2 separate regions of the Sus scrofa genome follow, and region 1 is linked to region 2. Evidence: chromatin contacts called from public HiChIP or PLAC-seq data. All regions are on one chromosome and are shown on one strand. The core of a region is the stretch at or near the end of the contact, and the rest is flanking DNA. Distances in the headings are between cores, read along the strand shown. Region 1 overlaps STAT5B (signal transducer and activator of transcription 5B). Region 2 overlaps ATP6V0A1 (V-type proton ATPase 116 kDa subunit a).

Region 1 (3,818 bases), core at 853-3,352, 270 kb after region 2:
ATGAACACACACATTCTCTCTCTGCACCTAGAGAACCAGTCTTGTGGATTTGTACTCCCTTTGAGTTTATAGTGTCAGAGTCAGACTTTGGTCATGTTTTGTCTCCGTGACCATGAGAGCATGGGATCAGACAGTATGTCCAGCAGCTCTTTTACGGAACAGCACTGATAGCTTCCAAGTGGCATGTGAAGACAGTGAGATGGAACCTTCTCAATGTCCCAGAACCGCAAACCCCGCGAAGGTTTGAGTTTAGCCCCACGCTCAGCCAGACAAGTGTTTGCAACTCCATCCCCTCCTCAGTGGTTTTCTTTTTCGGGCTGAGGGGATAAATCCTGCAGGTGTTTTCTCCTAAGGTTCTGGCTTCTCTCCCCTTCACCCCACCCCCGCAGGGCAGGGTGCCCTTTGCGGTGCCTGACAAAGTCCTGTGGCCGCAGCTGTGCGAGGCGCTCAACATGAAATTCAAGGCCGAGGTGCAGAGCAACCGGGGCCTGACCAAGGAGAACCTCGTGTTCCTGGCGCAGAAGCTCTTCAACAGCAGCAGCAGCCATCTGGAGGACTACAGCGGCATGTCTGTGTCCTGGTCCCAGTTCAACAGGGTGAGGGCCCCCGCCTGCTGCAATCAGATCAGCCCCTCCAGGCCAGACCCCTCGGGAGCATCCCTGCCCCGGGCCCCCGTTCCTCATGCCTCTAATACACCATGCCCACGGTAATAGGAAGCCTCTGAAAGCCACATGCTTTGTGTGTGTGTGTGTAGAAAATTTTGTGCTTGAATATTTAAGCAAACGGCTTTGCATGCATTTTCTTCCTTTGTAAAGGAAACAGCAAAGCAAATGATCACATAACTCATGAGAAGTAAAGCTTTGGTGATGCTCAGAACTCCATGGCTCAGTCCCCTTGACTCTCTGAGGCTCCTTGAGTGTAATGCAAAGTCAGACTCCCATGGGGCCCTCAGCCCTCAAAAGAGGGTGCCAATGAAGGCCACATTTCCTCTAGCCTCAGGCAGTTCAGATGCCACCTGTCACATCTTCGATTTTAAATTGAACGTTTGTGTCTTTGCATCCATGGCCACCCCCGTGTTTTAAGTGCCCCAGTTCAAAGATCTCATAGTCTCTGAGTCTAACTCTTTTAAATGGCTGTGTGTTAACCAGCTAGCCAACAGGTTTGCTGGTAGTCAGAGGAGGTTCGATAGGGGAAGCAGGAGGCCTTGGTAGTCTGTCTTTTCCGTTGCAGAATCATGCCTTCCAGCAGAATCAGATAACTGCACTTTGCTGATAATTATTGCAGCAGCTGTATGATGGCGTGTTCTCTGTGGCCTCACAGTGTGATCTAGTCCAGTTCAAATTTACACATCACCTGGGCAGCTTGTTAAGGCGCAGGCTCAGCTTCAGCAGGTCTGAAATGGGGCTTGATATTTTGCGTTTCCCAGAGGCTCCCTGGCAACGCTGCCGCTGCGGGTCACAGACCACACATCAAAAACAGTAAAGGAGGGGGCCCAGTCTTTAGGGCCTTAGCCTCCTGTGACCCTCTTATGCCTGTCAAAGCAATAAAGCTATTCTTTTCTCCTTTGCTCCGCCCCCCCCCCCCAAAAGCAAAGAACAAGTCAGTCCAGATGCAGGGGCAAGTGTTTGTAGCCGAGATCCACGGACTGTTGGTAACTGCTCTGTGGTATTTCCCCCTTCTTCTGTCTTTTCCTCTCTATCCTGGTTTTTTTTTTTTTTTTGGTTGTAGGACCACTTGATCAAACTCAGGCAGGCGTGTATATTTCTATGATTCTGACAGTGTAGATGTTATTTTCCCTTTAATTTCACCAGTTAAAGTCTATACGGGTAATATCCTGAGGGTTCCTTCTGCCTATTTGTATTCATTTGTTGTCTCTCCAACCAGGAAAATTTACCAGGACGGAATTACACTTTCTGGCAGTGGTTTGATGGCGTGATGGAAGTGTTAAAAAAACATCTCAAGCCTCATTGGAACGATGGGTGAGAATCCTTTCTTAAGTTAGCAGTAGAGTTAGGAAGATGATCTTTCCGGCATTAAAACATCCCACTCTGCTTCTGCTCCTTTGGCATTTCTGATCCAGGGCTATTTTGGGTTTCGTGAACAAGCAACAGGCCCATGACCTACTCATTAACAAGCCCGACGGGACTTTCCTGCTGAGGTTCAGTGACTCTGAAATTGGTGGCATCACCATTGCTTGGAAGTTTGATTCTCGTGAGTGCCCCTCCCTTTTTTAAGACATATCTTGGCTCTCGTTAGCTGCTTTTGTTGCAAAATTACTTTAAGAAACAAGTTATTGAGTACATATTATTCTTTGGGGCCAGTGCTAATTATGGGAAGCACAAATGTATAACCATGACACAGCTGCAGCCTGTGTAAAATCTTCTGGGAAACAGTTACTAGTTTTGAGAAACACAAATGTACAAGGGGACATGGCCACCTGTAATGCAGCGCCCTGTCCCAAATCTCAGCTGCTTCTCATTTGAAATATTTGCCTTCTTATCACTCAACTTTGAACTTACTCCAGTAAAGAATTACTTTGTTGTTTGGAGTTGTTAAAGTGGAATAATATGCTATTTGAATCATTCCTTTATCCTATTATAAGAATATTGCCATTGGAGTTCCCATTGTGGCTCAGGTTAAGAATCTGACTAGTTGTGGTCCCATCATGGCTCAGTGGTTAACGAACCCAACTAGTATCCATGAGGACATGGTTCGATCCCTGGCCTTGCTCAGTGGGATAAGGATCCAGCATTGCCCTGAGCTGTGGTATAGATCGCAGATACGGCTCGGATCCCGTTACTGTGGCTGTGGTATATGCGAGCAGCTACAGCTCCCATTCAACCCCTAGTCTGGGAACTTCTATATACTGCCATGTGGCCTTAAAAAGAAAAATATATATATATGTTAATAGTTTTGAATAACTCTCACATATCTGCTGGCTGTGGATATGCTTTCTTTCTCTCTTACATACTTTTGTACAGGGAGTCAGGGACTGGAGCCAGCAAGCTATCTCTTCTAGAGAGAGACAGAATACTCTTTGAACTTGAAACTCCCTGAGATCATTAAATCTCTAGGGAAGTGGTATATGCATTACCTGCTTATAGTAATGAAAGTCTACCCATAACTTTTTTTTTTTTTTTTTTTTTTTTTTTTTTTGCTTTTTATGGTGTGGCATATGGAGGTTCCCAGGCTAGGGGTCAAATTGGAGCTGTATCCGCCAGCCTACACCACAGCCACAGCAACGCAGGATCCAAGCCACATCTGCAACCTACACCCCAGTTCCCAGCAACGCCAGATCCTTAACCCACTGAGGCCAGGAATCAAATCTGAGTCCTCATGAATGCTAGTCAGATTCGTTTCTACTGAGCCATGATGGGAACGCCCATGTTTATTTTTTTAATGGAGATTTTTATTGGAACAGTTTTAATGGAGAGCTATATTTGTAGTATATTTGGGTTTTAAGATTTCCTGTTCAGAGACCATATTTAGACTATGATTATTCTGTTTACTGATCTAGAGGAAAGAATGTTTTGGAATCTGATGCCTTTTACCACCAGAGACTTCTCTATCCGGTCCCTGGCAGACCGCTTGGGAGACCTGAATTACCTTATCTACGTGTTTCCTGATCGGCCAAAGGATGAAGTGTACTCCAAATATTACACCCCAGTTCCATGCGAGCCTGCCACCGGTAACAATGTTCGCATTCTGATTTGGTTTTGTTGTGATTTTGGTTTTGTTTTAGGTGTGTGTGTGTCTGTCTGTCTGGCATGAAAACCTGACAATTAACAATAACAACAATAACAAAAAAACCCACTCGT
Region 2 (3,426 bases), core at 451-2,950:
AGCGCTGGAGGGCAGACTCCCCCACCGGATGACTAGAGTGCTGCACTCAAGACTCATGATTAGGGGTGGGGAAAGGTCTCCAGGTCTGCACCAGGAAAGAGCATCAACTTGAACCCTCTGCCTAGAGTATGCTTGCGGTCGGGCTCAGGCCTGGCCCGAGACACAGCCAACCAAACAGGCCAGCCAGGACCTCTGTTCCGGGCCACTCCCAGCTGCGTATGCTGTGCCCAGTGCTAAATGGGGGTTCTGGGAGGGAGGGGGAGAGGGTGTGAGTTTAGGGTGAGGCAGGAAGGTGAAGGTGTGGGGTATGTGGGGACCCTTGGGGCTTCTAGGGAGGAGCCATGCATGCTGGTACAGTGGGTCCAGCTGAATTCCTGATTAACATGCACACTGAAGACGGGGTGGGAGTGGGGGTGGGCAGAGGACAGAAATACCACCTTCCTGGACCCACCCCTGCTAACCCAAGAGGGGGGAGTGTTAAAGAGCACCCCCGCCCCCAACCAGTAGGAGCAGGGGGCTCAGAGTCTGGGTGTGGGTGGTGAAGGCGCTCCGGCTCCTCTCTGAATGCCCGAACTGGCTCGCCAGCAGGGGGCAGAGGAAGGGCTGGCCTGAGGCCCAGAGGGCAAGGCTGGCGCCCAGGGGGTGTGGGTGATGGCCAGAGCCCAGCTTCTCTCTAGAAAATCACTACACTACCACACACAAAGCTGGGGGTGGCGGGGAGCCCCAGGGAGGGCTGGATCTATCTAAACGACTCACAGGTGGCTGGGGGAAATGGGCCAGATGGCACAGATGCCAACACCCAGGGGTCACAACTAACAGGCAAGTGGAGAACAGCTAATCACTGCGGAGGGAGCGGGAGGGCAGCCGGGCACACAGCCCCCCTGAAGGGTCACTCGTCAAACTTCCCTTCCCGAATGTGCTCGAAGGAGAAGGGTAGGAATTTGAAACCGGTCCCGCTGTAGAATTTGTTCTGGAACTCCACCCTGGAGAAAGGGAAGAGGAGAGTCATCATTCCACAGACACCTTTGGGACTATGCAGCTGGGCCAGAAAAAGGCCCGACCCCAAGCTCCCCACTGCCCCCTGCTTCCCACGGCCCCGCAACCTCCAGCGTAGGACACCCAGGGCCTGCCCTCTGTGAGAGCGCAGGACACCAAGGCACAAGCCTGGTCTCAGTGCCTGCTCTGCGAGGGTGTGTTTATGCCGCGTTCTCGGTAGACGGCCTGAGTCTCTAACTACAACGGCGGGGGGGGGGGGGGGGGAGGTGTCCCCTCCTGGGCAGGCCCCCAGCAGACCTCCAAGGGAAGCCCCCGAGTGGCTGCAAGGAGCCCTGGCAGGCGCCACTGTTTTCTTGTTTCTCTTCTTGGGGGAGGAAGGAGAAGGGAGGCTTGCCAGCGAACAGTGGAGGCTTGGGGAGGAAATTCCCAGGAAAGGGGGAAGTTAGGAGCGGAAGTCTTCTCAAAGCAACGGCAAAAATATTTTCCAACTACAAAAACATCTGAGAAAGAATTCTCCTCTTGGGGACTGAAAGGAAAAACAGCTTTAACTCCCTTCCCCGCCACTCCACATCCATCCCTGATGGTCTCCTGGGCCCTTCCGACTCTGAGGGGGCAGGAAGAGGAGGACACGCCTGTAAGCAGAGTCAGGCTGCGAGCTCGCCCTGGACAGTTGCCCAGCAAGCAAACCACCACCAAATATGGGCAGAAAAATGCATGATTCAGAGGATAAAAAAGCCAAGGAGAGCTGCCCTGAAGAATAGTTTCCACTCAGTGCTGTGTGACCCTGGGGGCCCCCGATCCCTGTAAGAGCAGGCTGAGCTGGGGCCCAGGGTCGGCTGCGGGCAGGGCTCCAAGACACTGTCCACCTTCGTGCCCCTCACTCAGCCTTGAGCTTCAGACGGGCATCCTCCTTCCAAGCCCAGGGAGGAATGAGCCAAGCGGGGGAGGAGGCTCCGAGGCCCCTGACCCCAGGGCTGCTAGCTCCGCCCCTAGGGAGCCTCGGTAGACAGAGTTTTCTGTGTGGGCACACCAACAGGCAGGCTGCTCCCCAGCTTCACATTCCAGGGGCTGGGCTCAGGTGCCAAAGCCTCCCAGAGGAGGATCCCTATTGGTGCCTCGGCCACCGCTGCACCCAAGAAATGGGATCAGGAGGGGGCACTTCAAACTGAAGTCAGTCACAGGATTCAGCTTCACATCCCAACACCCCAAGAAGACCTTCCAGCTATGGAGGCCTCCTGGTGGGGGGAAGGGGGGGAGCGGGGGGAAGGTGCTGGGTTCCTGCTTCGTGCCCACTGCTGCTAAGACTCAATTCTTCTTGGAGTTCCCGTCGTGGCTCAGTGGTTAACAAATCTAAGAACCATGAGGTTGAAGGTTCGATCCCTGGCCTTGCTTAGTGGGTTAAGGATCCCATGTTGCCATGAGCTGTGGTGTAGGTTGCAAACGCAGCTCGGATCCAGCGTTGCTGTGGCTCTGGCATAGGCAGTTGGCTACAGCTCCGATTAGAACCCTAGCCTGGGGACCTCCATATGCTGCGGGAGTGGCCCCAGAAAAAAAGGCAAAAAGACAAAAAAAAAAAAAAAAAGACAATTCTTCATGTTGGGTAGGCTGTGTTTGAATATGACAATGGTATGTCATTTCATGAAATTTACAGCCAGATAGTGGGCAATTACCTTCAGGTCACTGAGGGATCTGGAACTCTGACCTAGCTGGTTAATCACACAAACAAGTCTAACTCCAAACAATGGTGAATAGACAAGCTTTAGATATTTTCGGATGCCCACTCTTCTCTCGGCAGAGCCCCTGCCTGCCTCATCTGTATCAGGGGACAGATAGCCTCTGATAAAGCCCCTGACACCACTTCTCCCACCAGCCGCTGCTCGAGGTTAGGGACTTAGGGGGGCCTTCACCAGCCTGACTCCACCGCCCCTCTCAGCCGTGCTCACCGGCTCCCAACACAAAGCTGGAAAGCATGGGCCCTGCTGGTCTCCCCACCCTCTTTCCCCTCCCAGCCAGGGAAACGTGTGCTTCCTGAGAAAGTAGGGCCCCGGGGGCTGCCCTGCAAGTTCTTCCTTCCTGAGGGGCTCTTCCTGGTGCGCCTCCAGTGCCCTGCCACACCCCAGGCCACTAAAATCCGTCTCAGGACTCAAAAGATGTGAGAGCCCTCAGGCAGTCAGCCGTCACCCCTTCCAGTTCCAACACTTGACAAAGGCCACCCAGGGGCCCAGAAGGACTAACTGGGAGTCCTTGGAGAGAGCGCTCCCGCTATGTGACAGAAACTTTTTCTTGCATGAATGAAGGGGTAAAGTCTGGACCTCTTCCCTTTCCTGTGGGGGTGTGACCGAGGAGACGCAGTTGCAGAAAGATGCCAGCTACCTTTTCTGTCCCTCTCTGAGCAGTGCCAGGCCTGGGACACACAGCTGGCTGATGGCC

What was found. HiChIP or PLAC-seq counts read pairs in DNA pulled down with a chosen protein or histone mark.
Region 1: a contact with region 2 is called in an H3K27ac HiChIP or PLAC-seq map of skeletal muscle. The contact joins two enhancer-like sites. A contact is called at or near these places in 3 of 47 Hi-C or Micro-C datasets (liver, retroperitoneal adipose tissue and subcutaneous adipose tissue) and 2 of 2 datasets of contacts at active chromatin or transcription factors (alveolar macrophages and skeletal muscle).

The regions. Positions count from the first base shown.
Region 1 is chr12:20,562,574-20,566,391 of Sscrofa11.1, forward strand. It overlaps STAT5B (signal transducer and activator of transcription 5B), which reads left to right. Exons shown (of 18, transcript NM_214168.1): 12 at 390-596; 13 at 1,885-1,979; 14 at 2,081-2,211; 15 at 3,518-3,688. Among named protein-coding and RNA genes, the nearest start is that of GHDC, 17 kb to the right of the region's middle. Within about 2 kb of position 2,103, at least 2 of the 83 cell types and tissues checked have an H3K27ac peak or open chromatin away from gene starts, as enhancers often do. A contact at or near this core is called in skeletal muscle, where this site is marked.
Region 2 is chr12:20,288,996-20,292,421 of Sscrofa11.1, forward strand. ATP6V0A1 (V-type proton ATPase 116 kDa subunit a) reads right to left here. Exons shown (of 22, transcript XM_013980945.2): 22 at 1-983. The coding sequence ends at 890. Among named protein-coding and RNA genes, the nearest start is that of HSD17B1, 19 kb to the left of the region's middle. Within about 2 kb of position 1,701, at least 53 of the 83 cell types and tissues checked have an H3K27ac peak or open chromatin away from gene starts, as enhancers often do. A contact at or near this core is called in skeletal muscle, where this site is marked.